Linked DNA regions of Mus musculus: region 1 is linked to region 2. The links are chromatin contacts, called in public promoter capture Hi-C maps. All regions are on one chromosome and are shown on one strand. Each heading gives the region's core, a stretch centred on a gene start, on an enhancer-like site or on the middle of the called end of the contact. The rest is flanking DNA. Distances are from core to core; before and after follow the strand shown. Region 1 holds the start of Pmis2 (PMIS2 transmembrane protein). Region 2 holds the start of Arhgap33os (Rho GTPase activating protein 33, opposite strand).

Region 1 (6,901 bases), core at 862-3,361, 160 kb after region 2:
AAGAGGTCATCAGTAGGTATTTGCCTCTACTGTCGGCCAACTTAGGTTTTTTTTTTTTTTTTTTTAGACAAAGCTCACAGAACCCGGAGCTTGCCAACTAAACTAGCCCAGTGAGTTCCCAGGATCTGTGCCTTCCTCCTGGGATACAGACAGGCCACAATCCCTGGCTTTTACATGGGTTTGCTGATCCAAACTTATACTTGTGCAGCCAGAGGGTTCAAGGCCTGGCTGTCTCTGCTAGGTAGTGCCACCTCTACTGATTCTCGTTTGCTATCCAGACTCTACTGAACTGGACTGCTAGTGTATCTGTGAAGTGTTTGCAAGTGGATGGAGCTGCTGCTGCCGACCTGTGAACTGAACTGCCAAACACAGAAGGGAGTTGCTCCAAAGAACCTTTTTTTTTTTTTTTTAAGATTTATTTATTTCATGTATGTGAGTACACTATTGCTGTACAGATGGTTGCGAGCCTTCATGTTGAAGGGAATTGAATTTTTAGGACCTCTGCTCACTCTGGTCAACCCCGCTCTCTCAGTCCATGCTTGCTCCGGCCCAAAGATTTCTTTATTATACTTAAGTACACTGCAGTTGATTTCAGATGCACCACAAGAGGGCGTCAGATCTCATTATGGGTGGTTGTGAGCCACCATGTGGTTGCTGGGATTTGAACTCAGGACCTTCAGAAGAGCAGTCAGTGCTCTTAACCGCTGAGCCATCTTGCTAGCCCAAGATAGGGTTTTTCTATTACACAGCCCTGGCAGTCCTGAAACTCACTATCTCTGGCTGGTCTAAAACTCATAAATCCATCCTGCCTCTGCCTCCTGAGTGCTGAGATTAAAGTCATGTGACAGCACACGTGGCCAAGGTTTCTGGTTTTTTGCTTTTTGTTTTTTTCCTGCTCTGAGACACCAAAAGCCCAGCACCTCAGCTTGAGAGGGAAGTCATGTAGAGTAAACACACATTCAGATTCCTAAACACACTCCCATCTTATTATGAATTATTATGTATACTTTACAACAAAAACAGGTTCAGGAAATCAAAGACGTGCAATTTTAAAAAATATGTGTGTGTGTTTGTAAGTGTCTCTGCTTCCCAAATTCTGGGATTATAAATGTGTGCCACAGAGCCTGGCACCATTATTGCAGTCTGACTTTCACAGGGTCTAAGCCAACATAGCTCCAGTGAAACTATTATTGATCCAGAGAAACATCTACACCCAGACACAGGCAAAGCCGGGATATTCCCTTCAATTTTATTGGGCTCAGAAATGTGATTTTTTTTTTTTTCATGAAAGAGCAGCTCAGTGGCTTATGCAGATTTAGAACTTGAGATGTGGACTTCCAAGATGCTTTTAGACAGCCGTGGAAGACAAATGAGAATGAACTGGTGGAGTGTAGTCAGGTGGCCTGCCTGGGGCCGTTTTTTGGATGTTGAGTTTTTTGGTTGGTGGGTTTCTTGGCAAGGGCATTTCTGAAGCTCTGAGTTTCTTCTTGATGGCTGGTCAAAGTCTAAGTGAGCATGTCTGTTGGGGGAGGAGCCCGTAGATGCTGATGTGTAGCTTTCATAGGACTAGGACAAGTATATAAATGATGCCTACAAAGGCTACTATGGCCAACATATTAAACCACATAGTTCGAGATGAGTTCCGGTAGGCGTCTTCCCAGTTGCTGCATTTATTGGCTTCGTTGGTCTGTAAGGGTAGGAGCATGAGTATGGGTTTCTGAGACAAGAAGCTCTTGGAAGGAGGGTTGGAGCCCTATAGCCACTGTGGGAAGAGCCCGACCCAAGACCTAGGACACAAACAGTTGCAGGTGGCAAGCAGAGGATAGGATGAGCAGTGGAGGCGGGCGGGGGGTGGGGCGGGGATACTTTTACCTGGATGCTGAAGTATATGGCTAATATCCCAAAGGGTAGGAAAAGAATCATCGCCAAGAGAGCCAGCATGACATAATTCCGAGCGTAAAATTTCAGTTCATCTGGAGTCTGTGGACGGTCTAGTGGCTTCCTACCTGGGGCTCCTTGTTCGTCTGTATCCATGATCTTTTCACTCAATGACAGATCCTGGTGTCTTGAAAATAGAGACCCAGATCCACCGAACTTCCCCGGGCCCTACCCAGAATCCTAAGAGCTGCGCAGTCAAAGGACATTCTTCACAATGGCTGTAAGGACATCTCCAGTCCTGATTGGCTACTCTCAAGAGGTGGGCGTGGTCGCGCTGTTTTTAGACAGTTGGTGCCAAGGAAGTGTGGTGCTGTGACAACTTTGTTCTTGTACCCTCACAGGGATTGATTGTGGGAAAGTCTGCCTCTTGCCTCTTTCTTCTGCCGAGTACCAAGGGATAGGAGAAGGAAGGCCTCAGAAGAGTAGGTAGATAAACCTGTGAGAAAGCTAGATTTAGCCAGGCATTGTGGCGACCATCTTTAATCACAGCACTTGAGAGACTGAGGCAGATCTCCCAATCTCTGTAAATGCAGTGCCAACTTGGTCTACACAGCCAGTTCTGGGACTACATAGTGATGCCCTGTCTCAAAATAATGCCTGCCAGGTCTCAATAGCAAAATCTTACCTGTAGAAAGAAAGATAAGTGGTAGATAGATAGATAGATAGATAGATAGATAGATAGATAGATAGATAGATAGATAGACAGATAGATAGATTGATAGATAGATAGAACCGAGTGAGCTGTGGCCACTTATAATCCCAGCATTTGAGAAAGGATTTCATATAGCCCAGGCTGGCCTGGAATTCACTTGACAGCCAAGAATGAGTTTGATCTCTTGACCCTCTCTTTTCTGCCTTCTGAAGTATAAGGATTGCAGACATACTCCCTATATATCTGGAAGAAAAATTGTATGTATGTATGTATGTATATATGTATGTATGTATGTAAGAACTGCCTTAAAGTGGAATGCCACTTAAATGTAGATATAGCTCAATGGTTTTAGTCCCCCAGAACTGTTTATAAAAATACAAATGGCATAGGAAGTCATCAGGGTGTACTCTTCAGATTGCCCCAGGTTCCTGCTGCCTCACTGCTACGCACACTCCAGTGAAGTTTGCTTGGCAGGCCGAGAAGCCTGGGAGCACTCATGAGGCAAAGAGTTTCAAGGAAACTCACCTCCTGGAACTTTGGCGTTCTCATAATCCGTATATTCATACCCTATCCCCGCGTTAGTGTGGTGTATGGATCCACGTGCTCTCTTTTACTATTGTCTTATTATAAGTGCCTTTAAAGATTGAATTCTGACATAGCTAAGCCTTCGCCAGTGTTCCAATGTCCCAGAAAGACCTTAAAGCCGACAAACTGGGAATTCAGTAGGAATCCAGTGAGGTTACCTATTCAGTAACATTCAGATTTACTTCTAGTAGAGACAGTGAAACTAATTAGGCATTACAAAGAACCTAGCCATAATAGCTCAGGGCTGGTCTGCAGAGTGTTTACTTGAGGCAGTAGCCAGTCTCACCCAAACACAATGGCCTAGCTAATCCGTGGGTTTACCATGTAAAAGTTAGGGAATCCCACTGAGACAGGGATCTTCACTACAGCCAGGTATAGCAGGCTACAATGCATATTAGAAGTAAGTTGGTGAATTCTTCTGACAAATGGAGATTCTCCACAGATACTTAAAAGTTACACTCATACAGGAATTTATCAGGGCCTAGGAAATGGGGGGGGGGGGTTGTGGTATTGCATTGTTCATGAGAAGGTCTGCTAGAGCAGAACCCCCTGGTGCTAGCTTTCACAAGGCTCAAAGAGGTAGCAATAATTGTGACTAGGGTGTGAAATCTTTACCTGTCACTAAGCTGACCCTAGGCAGGACTGCTTTATCTTTACTGTGAACATTTACCTGGTTCCTGTAAGTCCTTTTGAAGTCATTCCTTTGTTTTGTGTCAGGCAACTTCAATGTACTTTGCCTGCTGTGACTTTCTACCCCCTTTATTTTCTGTATTATATAAGACTGGTACTCACTTTGTGACAATACATTCAGATTCTACACAATCTCCTGTGTGCATCTGTCTGTCATTCGCCGACTCCTTGCCCATCTGCACCCAGAGACCCGTTCAACGCAGACAAGGGGCCCAAGAGGGTCTGCGGCACCTCACGAATATACTTCTTGCTAGTTATTCAGTCAGTTACTGAAACTATGAAGGAACTCTGCAGATGCCATTGAGATTGCCAGTCAGAGCCGGGTGGTGGTGGTGGTGCACACCTTTAATCCCAGCACTTGGGAGGCAGAGGCAGGCAGATTTCTGAGTTCCAGGCCAGTCTGGTCTACAGAGTGAGTTCCAGGACAGCCAGGGCTACATAGAGAAACCCTGTCTTTGGGGGGGGGGGGGATCACCAGTTAGTTGACCTTGTGTTGGAAAGAATATGGTTGTGAGGCTAAAATAATAAAGTGAGTTCTTAAAGGACCTTGGTCTTATTGACCAAAGAGACTTGTGGACTGGATGCAAAAGAAAGCTGCTTGTTTAGGACTTGAAGCTATAAGGAGTTACATAGTAAGGGATACAAACCTTTAGCTAGCCATCAGGAACAGCAGGCTTCTGAAATCAGCCATGACCATATTCATTTGGAAGACGGCCTGAATGTTGAATGAGAATTTAGCAGAGGGAACACCTTATTTTAACCATAGGAGATCCTGACCGGAAAGCTGGCACATAGACCTGCAAGTCGGTAAGTAAGCTTATGGAGATTGTTGTGCTCTGGTGGAAAATGAATCATATTTTTCAAGCAACGTGGTAATTAGCGATTCATGTGATAACCATCAGTGGACACTCATATAATACCACTGGGGTTCAGCTGAGTAGGGCACACGTGTACACACATGTACACACATGCATGCAGAGGCTCATCTTTTTCAGGCAAGCACTCTAGCACTGAGCTATATCTGTAGCCCTTTATTTTTTCTTTTTTTATTAGATATTTTCTTTCTTTACATTTCAAATGTTATCCCCTTTCCTAGTTCCCCCTCTAAAAATCCCCTATCCCCTTCCCCCTGCTCTCCAACCCACCCACTTCCATCTGTAGTCCTTTAAACAAGCATTTTTAATTTTTGAGATGGGTTCTCACTATGTAGCCCTGGGTGGCCTGAAACTTGCTATGTAGACCCAGCTGGCCTGCCTCTATCTCTTGAGTGTTGGGATTAAAGATTTGGGCCATCATGGATCGCTTAAAAGATTTAGTGTGTGTGTCTGTCTGTGTGTGTGTGTGTGTGTGTGTGTGTGTGTGTTTGTGAAGGTGTCCACAAAAGCCAGAAGGGGGCATTGGATTCCCTAGATCTGGAGTTACAGACAGTTGTGAGTCACTTGGTATATAGGTGCTGGGGAATTGAACTTGAGTCCTTTGCAAGAGTAACAAATGTTCCTGACTGCTGGGCTATCTCTGCAGCCCCCTTAAAATCTGAGGCATGGTCTCCATAAGTTGCCTAGGCATGCCTTGAACTTTCAATTCTCCTGCCTCAGCCTCCCAAATATCTGGGAGTACAGGCCTGCCTACACATCAGGCCCAGCTATAACTGTATTGCATTACAGACAAGCACCTTTAAAACCCTTTAATAATAACAGCAGCGAGCCACAGTTCTGAAGTCAGCAAATTCTTCATGGAATGATTTGGTTCAAAGTGGGAAGCAGAGGAGATGACCGCTGGTGCTCAGCTCACTTTCTCCTCTTCTCTTTTTATCGGCCCAAGACCTCAGCCAAGGGCTGGTGTCCCCCATATTTAGAGTGGCTCGTCTCTACTCCATGGAATCGCCTTCAAGAACTGTATTCCCTAGGTGATTCCAACTTCAGTCAAGGGGCTGTGGAGGTGGCTCAGGTAATAATGACTTTGCTCCACAAACATGAAGACCTGAGTTCAGGTCCCAAGCACCCAAGTAAACACTGACTGGGGTAGTGGCCTGTTTTTGCTCCCAGTACATAGCTGGTAGAGATAGGTGTTCTCCAGAGCAAGCTAGCTAGCCAGATAAGCCAAACTGGCAATCTCTGGGTTCTTGTGAGAGATCTTGCCTCAATATGTAAGGCATAGAGAGACTGAAGAAACATTTAATGTCATCCTCTGTCACATATATACACACATCACATACACACCCTCTGGCACACATATGTGCACCCAAACACGTATGAACATGCATGCCTGCATAGGGATTAACCATCACAACTAGTATAAGAAATAAATCATTACAGTCCATTTTCAGAATGAGGTGCATTTGGAGTTTATCAGAGAATCACGGTTAAGCAGGAGGCGCCAGACCCTTGTCCTCTCAATCAGGCAGCTGATACCTACTTGTCTAGAAATTCCCAGTTCATTCTAGGGTTTAAAAGTTACAGGCAGTCTGCTATTCAACTGAGCCCTTGTTTCAGAAAAGGTGGGACTCTCTAGACTGCAGGACACATTAGGGAAGGCCTTGCACTCAGAACCGGTGCCATCTGGAGAGGGGGCAATCCCAGACACTAGAAAGATCGTATCTCCCAGAGAAATCAGCCATGAGGACCTCAGGGGACGAGGCAATGCAACAGGAATAGAAAAAGCACTCGTTTGCACCAAACGGGTTTGTCAGCTGTCTTTGCCTTTTCTGTAGGCTGATGCTCGATGTCTTAAATCAGAAAATAAACTGCCCCACTCTTGGTCCTCAGAGTCTCCAATACTCTTCTTATGAAGTGAGAACCACTGTTTCTCACACCTCAGGCTTTGGCTGAAGGACTACTTGGCTTAGAAGAAAGAGGCTGCGTATAGAAATTATCTCATTTTGAAGTATCACAACAGGTGTGAATAGCCTCCTGGCTGTGGTTCCAGTTGGCTTTCCTGACTAATCTACTGGGAGGAGGGGAAGGAAAAGTTTGTGGCTTCTTCGAATGAGTAGAATGGACCAGTCTGGGTCTCCATGAAGATTTCAGAGCCAGGATA
Region 2 (7,504 bases), core at 2,315-4,814:
AATGGGTAAAGTGCCTACTGTGTGGCCCTGAAGACCTTAGTTCAGATCTCCTGAACCCATGCAAAAGCCAGACAGTAGTACAAATGTCAGTCAACCTAGAACAACTATGGGGATGGGCGGCAGAGACAGGAGACCCTCCAGAAGCTTGTAACCCAACTAGTCTAGATTTATTCAGAGCAAAGAGTCCCTTCTCACACAAGGTAAAAAGGAGAGGATCAAACCCCAAACCTGTCCTTTGACCTACGCACACACATACACACACACACCACAACACAGAGATGTGTTTTCAAAGACCATTTTGCTCTCAATCTACATGTGTAGGTGTTTTTGTTATTTGTTTGCTTTTTCTAAATTCTATGTTCACTGTAGCTATCTTCAGATAGCTGAAGAGTGCATTGAATCCCATTACAGATGGTTGTGAACCACCACATGGTTGCTGGGAAATGAACTCAGGACCTCTGGAAGAGCAGTCAGTGCTCTTAACCACTGAGCCACCTCTCCAGCCCTTTGTTTTTGTTTTATTTTTGAGACAGGGATCTGTAATGTAACCCTGCCTGGCCTGAATATCCACATTGACTGAGTTGGTCTCAAACTCACAGAAACACTTCTGTGTTACTCCTGGGGGCTGGGATTAAAGGCATGTCCCACAACACAACCAAGGTTTCTTGAACTTCTTGCTCTCTGTGTAGTATCTTAATCAACTGAGGTTGTTTGGTTTTTTTTTTTTTAATTTTATTTACTTATTATATGTAAGTACACTGTAGCTGTCTTCAGATACTCCAGAAGATGGCATCAGATTTCGTTACGAATGGTTGTGAGCCACCATGCGGTTGCTGGGATTTGAACTCAGGACCTTTGGAAGAGCAGTCGGCGCTCTTAACCACTGAGCCATCTCACCAGCCCCCAACTGAGGTGTGGTGGTGCAAACCTTTAATCCTAGCACTCAAGAGGCTGAGGCAGAAGGATTTAGATTGGAGTCTAACCTGGACTACTTAATAAAAGCCAATCTCATAACAAGCAGGAAGAAAGGAAGGATGGAAGGAAGGAAGGACGGAAGGATGGGAGGGGGAGGGATAGAAGGAGAAAAAGACAATTATCACTTTTAGGTGTGTGCTGGGGAGTGTTTTAGTGATGGATTGTGTCTAACGCACTTCGTGTGCCATGCACACTAAGCAAGGGAAGTCGCTATTGCTGCTGATACCCAGGAACGCCTCTCTCTGAGCCCCACACTCTGCCAATGCTATCCCAACAGGGCAGGCTGGATATATGGTGTACAAGTCTATTCCCTATGGCTGCCTGGAGGAGGTGATTCCCTACCTGATCCGAAGAGCCCAGGAGAACAGGAGTGTGCTGCAGGGTGCCCGCAGGGAGCAGGCACTACTCAGCCAGGAACTGTGGCGGAGACTGCTGGGAAGGACGGCCTAAGATGTCTCCATCAGCACCATCAGGGGCCATGTGCTCAATAAAGGTCCCGAGTCCTGGCCCTGTCTGTACTTCTCAGAAGCTGCCTCCTTGGGGAAAGGGCTGACCCTGGTGTCTGCTCGGACAGGTGGGGCATGCCTGAGACTCAAGAGATCTTTAGTCCTGTGTGGTGGCACACTCCTGTTATCCTAGCACTTGGGAGGCTGAGACAGGAGGGCCATGTGTTCCAAGCCAGCCTGGACTACAGAGTGAGAAGAAGGAAGAGGAGGAGTGGGAGAGGGGAGGGGAGGAGAAGTGCTAGCCTAGGGTGGTAGTGACTTGGTAACCGAAGGGTAATTAATCCTTCAATGTGCTTAGCCAGGGATCTAGTCAAGAATTCTTTCCCTCTCAGAGGATTTGTAATAAACAACACAGGTGAATAGCAGACACTGATGGCCTACGACAAATGACTGCTCAGAAGGGGTGGGTCATTCCTTCAGTTAATAAGCACCGATGAGCAGGCTGAGGAGATGTTTTGGTCAGTGACATGCCTGGTGCACAAACTTGAGGACCTGGATTTACTCTCCAGCACCCACATAAAACTCCAAGCATGGGGATACAGGCTGAGACACAGATACTGGTTGGCCAGCCTTGCCCAGTTGGTGAGCCACAGGTTTCCAGTGAGAGATGCTGTCTCAAACAGATGTGGCACTCGGAAGCACAGGCAAGAGGATTCCAGGTTCTAGGCTAGCCTGGACTACATAGTGAGACTCTATCTCAAACAACAGCAACAAAACCCAAGAGCTGAGGACATAGATCACTGGCAGAACACTTGCCTAGAGTCATCCCGTGAGAAGCTGGGGCACAGCTCGATGGTAGAGTATGTGCTTAACATGCACAAAAAGTCTCTCTCCAGCACTGCAAATGATAATAAAAGCCACAAAGATGGAAAGGAGTTCCATGGTGGTGGCACATGCCTTCATCACAGCACTTGGGATGGGAAAGCAGGCGGATTTCTGAGTTCAAGACCAGCCTCGTCTACAGGGCAAGTTCCAGGACAGCCAGGGTTACATAGAGAAAACCTGCCTCAAAAAACAACAACAAAAAAACAAACAAACAAACCAGGGGCTGGAGAGATGGCTTAGTGGTTAAAAGCACTGGCTGCTCTTCCAGAGGTCCTGAGTTCAATTCCCAGCAACCACATGGTGGCTCACCACCATCTGTAACGGGACCTGGTGCCCTCTTCTAGCCTGCAGATGATTCATCAGAGAATTCATATATTAAATAAATTAAAAAAAAAAAAACCACCACCAAACAACCTAAAAAAATCCCATAGAGAAATGGTTCAGATTAAGGAGTGAGGAGCTACGGATAAAGGGAAGTACAGGGCCTTTAGACTTGCTCTGTGCTCCAGAGGCAACAAGGAATCATGGGAGTTACAGGCAGAGGGGACATGGCAACAGGTTCTCTATCATGTGGACGGTGAGCCAAATTAAAGGCAGCCATACCAGCATAGCTTGTTTCAGTTTCAAACAGTGGCAAATACTATGAACAAGTTAGGGGAAACTTCTTGATGCATATTGTTAAGTAACAAGGCGAGACAACCATCTAAAACTGAATGGAGCCAGCCTCGACAGTCCAGGTGATGTCTAAAGGGAGACGTTCTGAAGGGCCTTCAGGTATGGGGCTCAGGGAAGAGCCTGGAAGTAGTCATGGTGAACACGGGACGACAGTTAGAGATGCGGAACCGCGGTTAAGAGGGTCCAGGATGGCATGGCTGGGAGTTGGGAGAGATGGCTGAACGGTTAGGAGCACGGGCTGCCCACCCACCCCAGTGTCTTGATTCTTAGCACCCACAGGGTAGATCACACGCCCCTTTAACTCCAGTTCCTCTCTTTTGTCTATCGTGGACTTTAGGAGCCCGTGTGCTGCGCTTACATACATACAAGCAAAATATTCATACACATAATTAATATAAATAATAAATAAAAACTAAGAGATTCTGGCTGGCCTGAAGTTCTGGAGCACACAAGGAGGAAGGAGAGTCAACTGAAACCCTTGGGTCAACATCTCTGAACCTTCGCTATGAGATGGTGGGGTCGGGTTGGGGGAATGCTTCTTAGGGCAGGCTACTGCGCAAGTGCGAGGTAGCAGGAAGCCGCCGGCATATCTGCATCTAGAATTCCAGCACAGACAGCCGTGGCTGGATCACGGTTACGTGACAGTCACACTAGCGCCCAACGGTAGGTACCTGGCTGGGCCAGAGTCCAGGCCCAGAACTATTTGGAGCTTTCAGGACCCACGGCTCTTCACCACACCCACCTCATCTCCATACTCCACCTCCAGCCCCAGCCCTGCCCTCTTTCACTCAGACCCCACGTCTGTGTTGGAAACACCTAAGATGTTCCCAGCCCGCAGACCCCACCAGCCTTCCGGGCCTCCTAGCCTTTTGATACTTCAGAGCCTTACCCGGGCTCAGATTCTGCCCAAAGCCCTTAAATTTTCCTTGAAATGCCCGCCCTTGCCCTAAACCTCCCACTTATCACTTCTGATCCCTCGGGCTCCTGGTCTAATGGTGTGCAGCTCCCTGGCCCGGCCTACCAGACGGTAGATTTCCCATCAGAAATCTCCCAAATTCCCTTCTCAAGTAGACTGCTCCTTAGCTAGCCCTATTGTCCTTTATCCCCGCCCTCCCCTCAGGAGTGTACCCCATTCCAGGAGCTGACAGGCTCTAAGCGGGCTGCAGATGCATTCACAGGCTCCCCGCTTCCCTGTGGAGCTGGGCTCCGTGAGGGATCCAAACGCCCAGGTGGGGCGTCTGCATCGCCTAGCTATGGCCAGAGGCCCATGCTGGGGCCTAGCCAGGCTTCTGCGCAGAGGTGAGCTTCCACTGCCGGTGTGGTGTGGGGAAAGAACCAACCACGGAGGGACAACTTCAATTGAGCCGGTCCAGAACTGGGTGCCAGGGTCCTTATGCTGTTGCTTGCCAAGATCTACGGTCAGAGATGGGCTATCAGGGTGAAGCTGGCCTCGCGATCGTTGGGAACAAAATGTAGTTGGTGGGGAGGGGTTGTGCTGCGTGTGATAGGAGTCTCACAGTGTAAACCATTCTGCAGAAAACTGGGGGAAGGGATCCTTGGAAGCTGGGATGGCCTGGGCCAAGGCCCTAAAGTCCAAGCTGGGCATGTGTGTGACTAGCCAGATGTGGGGAGAGGAGAGTAAAAAGGTATTGAACCCAGACAATAAGAATCTGAGAAGGCTGGGCAGTAGTGGCTCACACCTTTAATCCCAGCACTTGGGTGGCAGAGGCAGGTGGATTTCCGAGTTTGAGGCCAGCCAGGTCTACAGAATGAGTTCCAGGACAGCCAGGACTACACAGAGAAACCCTGTCTCAAAAAAAAAAGCCTGAGAAGATGAGGGAATGGTGTTGGATTTTGTTGGGTGTTGGTTGGGAAAATCCCATTGAGACAAACATTCAACAATTTCACAAGTTTCTCTGATTTCTGTTATGTATCTGGCCACTGTCGGAACTTGCTTAGTAGCTGTGATTTTTTTTTTTTTTTTTTTTTTGCTGGGTTTTAATATTTTTGTTAGTTGAAAAGGGAGAAAACAGGGCACACGTGCCATTCTATTCCTCAGAAAGCTGCGGCTGGGGGAAAAAGACTGTGGGAGAAGCCTATGCTAATGACATAGCCTGTGCTAATGACATAGCCTGTGCTAATGAAACCCTGCCTCCAAAAAAAAAAAAAAGTATTTTTTCTTAAAGTATAAGACTAAACTCCCAAACCACGGTTGCCATTTGACACAGATATAGATATATATCTATAAAGAATTAAGTCTCTTGGGTGGTGGTGGCTCATACCTTCAATCCCAGCACTTGGGAGGCAAAGGCAGGACGAACTCTGTGAGTTCGAGGCCAGCCTAGTCTAAGAGTGAGTTCCAGGACAGCCAGAACTACATAGAAATCCTGTCTTGAAAACAAACAAATAACAAAGAATTAAATCTGTTTGTGCACTGAGTATCATGTTTGCTATTTGGGGTTTATAAGTGTAATCATAATTAGCAATTCCCGGCTAAGTCGTCTGAGTTTTTTCTCCCTAAGAGGATGGAATCGTACACAGGTGTTACACTTCATTGCCTTCCCTTTTTCTGTATCATCAAAGCTAAAGTGTGATTTTTTTTTCTTCCCACTGGTGCTAGAGCTAGAGATAGAACCCAGTGCTTTATCCATGCCAGGCAAGCACTCTGCCACTGAGCCACGCCCTCAGCCCCTCACTGGGAGATTCTAGGCAGGGGCTCTGTCACTGAGCTATGCCCCCAGCTCCTCACTGGGAGATTCTAGGCAGGGGCTCTCCCACTGAGCCACGCCCCCAGCCCCTCACTGGGGGATTCTAGGCAGGTGCTCTACCACTGAGCCACGCCCCCAGCCCCTCACTGAGGGATTCTAGGCAGGTGCTCTACCACTGAGCCACACCCCCAGCCCCTCACTGAGGGATTCTAGGCAGGGGCTCTACCACTGAGCCACGCCCCCAGCTCCTCACTGGGGGATTCTAGGCAGGGGCTCTGCCACTGAGCAGTCCAGGACATATTAATTTTGTCCTTTAATCCGTGAAAGTTGATTACACTGATAGGTTTTCTTAGGGTGAATGGTGCCTGCTTTCTGGGAAGAAGTCAGGTTTATACCTGTGTGTTCATAAATGGAATTCACGTACAGTTTTACTTTCTGGTTCTGGAAACTCATCCACGCTGGCCTCGTAAAACAAGCCTCACCCTGTTGGTGTATTTTCATTTTGGAACAACTTGTTTGGGATGATGGAGTTTTGGCAATGGTTTGTGTTTTAGGAAGATCCCTTTGGGGCACAGGTTGAGAGTGGAAAGCCAGTTGTCACTGCAGAAGATGGCAGAGGCCTACAAGTAAATAAGAGGCTGCGGATGTGCTGCTCAGAGATTCCAGCAGGGCCACCTCTGGTCTGGGGAGGAGACAGGCACCCCACCTTGTTCTAGCTCTGTGGAGCTTCTAGTGCACTGTGTTGAGGCGCTATTTCCTGAACCTAAAATCAAGGCATAGGTGTGCTACGTTTGAGGTCGCGGCTAGGACAGAACCAGAGGCGATGGTGGGATGGATGAAGAAAGGGGCGGGGATGAAGACAGACAGCAGAGGCTGGACTTGACCAGAGTGTTTGCCTAAGGCCTGGGGGTGTAATAGAGTGCGTGTTTTCAATGCTCAGTGTCCGGGTTGGGGCCTTAACACTCGCATGTAAATCCCAGCTCTCCGAGATGAGAGAAGCACAAGTTCACGGTCATCTTTGGGTGCATATTGAGCTCCAGGAGAGCCTGACAGACATGAGATGTGTGTAGCCTGGTGGCTGGAAAGACTTCTGGGAATCTGGAGCGAGTGCAATCTTAAGCTTTCTGTCCCTCAGTTGTTCAGGTAGATGGGGAGAACTCTGCTGGGCAGACAGCGCTCTTCCTGTCTGCGCTACTGGGCCACACTTCTGCTGTGCGCCTCCTACTGGCCTTTGGCGCCAACCCCAACCAGTGAGTGAGTAAACAGGTCCCTGTACCCTAACACCCCCAGGGCACAAGTCCCCTTCAATCCCCTCAGTGCCCTTCCTGTTCTCAGTTACCCTCTTCTCACTCCCAGAACTCACAAAGGTCCGCTCATCCCTGGAGTTCTCACGTGACCCACCCACATGACTCCACCCATCCACTCAGCCCCCATCCAGCTTCCCACCCCCTTTTCATCCATCCCGCCCTTGCCTCCCATTCTGCCCTAGCCGCTGCCTGGATGGCAGCACACCCATGCATGCAGGTGCCTCCTCTGGCCGAGGCTTGGTGTTGTGGCACCTGCTGCAGGCAGGAGGTGACCTGCGTCTGCGTGACCAGCAGGGTCGCACGCCAGGAGATTGGGCTGAGCAGGGTGACGCCAAGCAGAGCTGGGAGGTAAGTAGTGTCCAGGGCAGAGTGGAGGCTTCAAGGCCAGTGTGTGCTCCCAGGCTGACCCTGTGCCCCACCCAGGTGCTGGAACTGTTACAATGGTGCCGGACCCACATGTCAGCACTGGTCCAGAGTGGGGAGTTGGCCCCCAGTGTGTCCTTGAGTC

Evidence for each region. Promoter capture Hi-C pulls out the DNA fragments that hold promoters and counts their contacts.
Region 1: a contact with region 2 is called in a promoter capture Hi-C map of liver. The contact joins the promoter of Pmis2 here to the promoter of Arhgap33os in region 2. A contact is called at or near these places in 5 of 39 promoter capture datasets (the C10 cell line, cranial neural crest, embryonic stem cells and 2 more) and 2 of 9 other capture datasets (adipose tissue and liver).

Annotation. Positions count from the first base shown.
Region 1 is chr7:30,669,494-30,676,394 of GRCm38.p6, forward strand. Pmis2 (PMIS2 transmembrane protein) reads right to left here and starts at 2,112. Exons shown (of 2, transcript NR_027849.1): 1 at 2,007-2,112; 2 at 1,229-1,687.
Region 2 is chr7:30,511,558-30,519,061 of GRCm38.p6, forward strand. It overlaps Arhgap33os (Rho GTPase activating protein 33, opposite strand), which reads left to right and starts at 3,565. Exons shown (of 12, transcript NR_036630.1): 1 at 3,565-3,644; 2 at 6,825-6,943; 3 at 7,179-7,344; 4 at 7,420-7,504. Prodh2 (proline dehydrogenase (oxidase) 2) reads left to right here. Exons shown (of 10, transcript NM_019546.5): 10 at 1,253-1,845. The coding sequence ends at 1,425.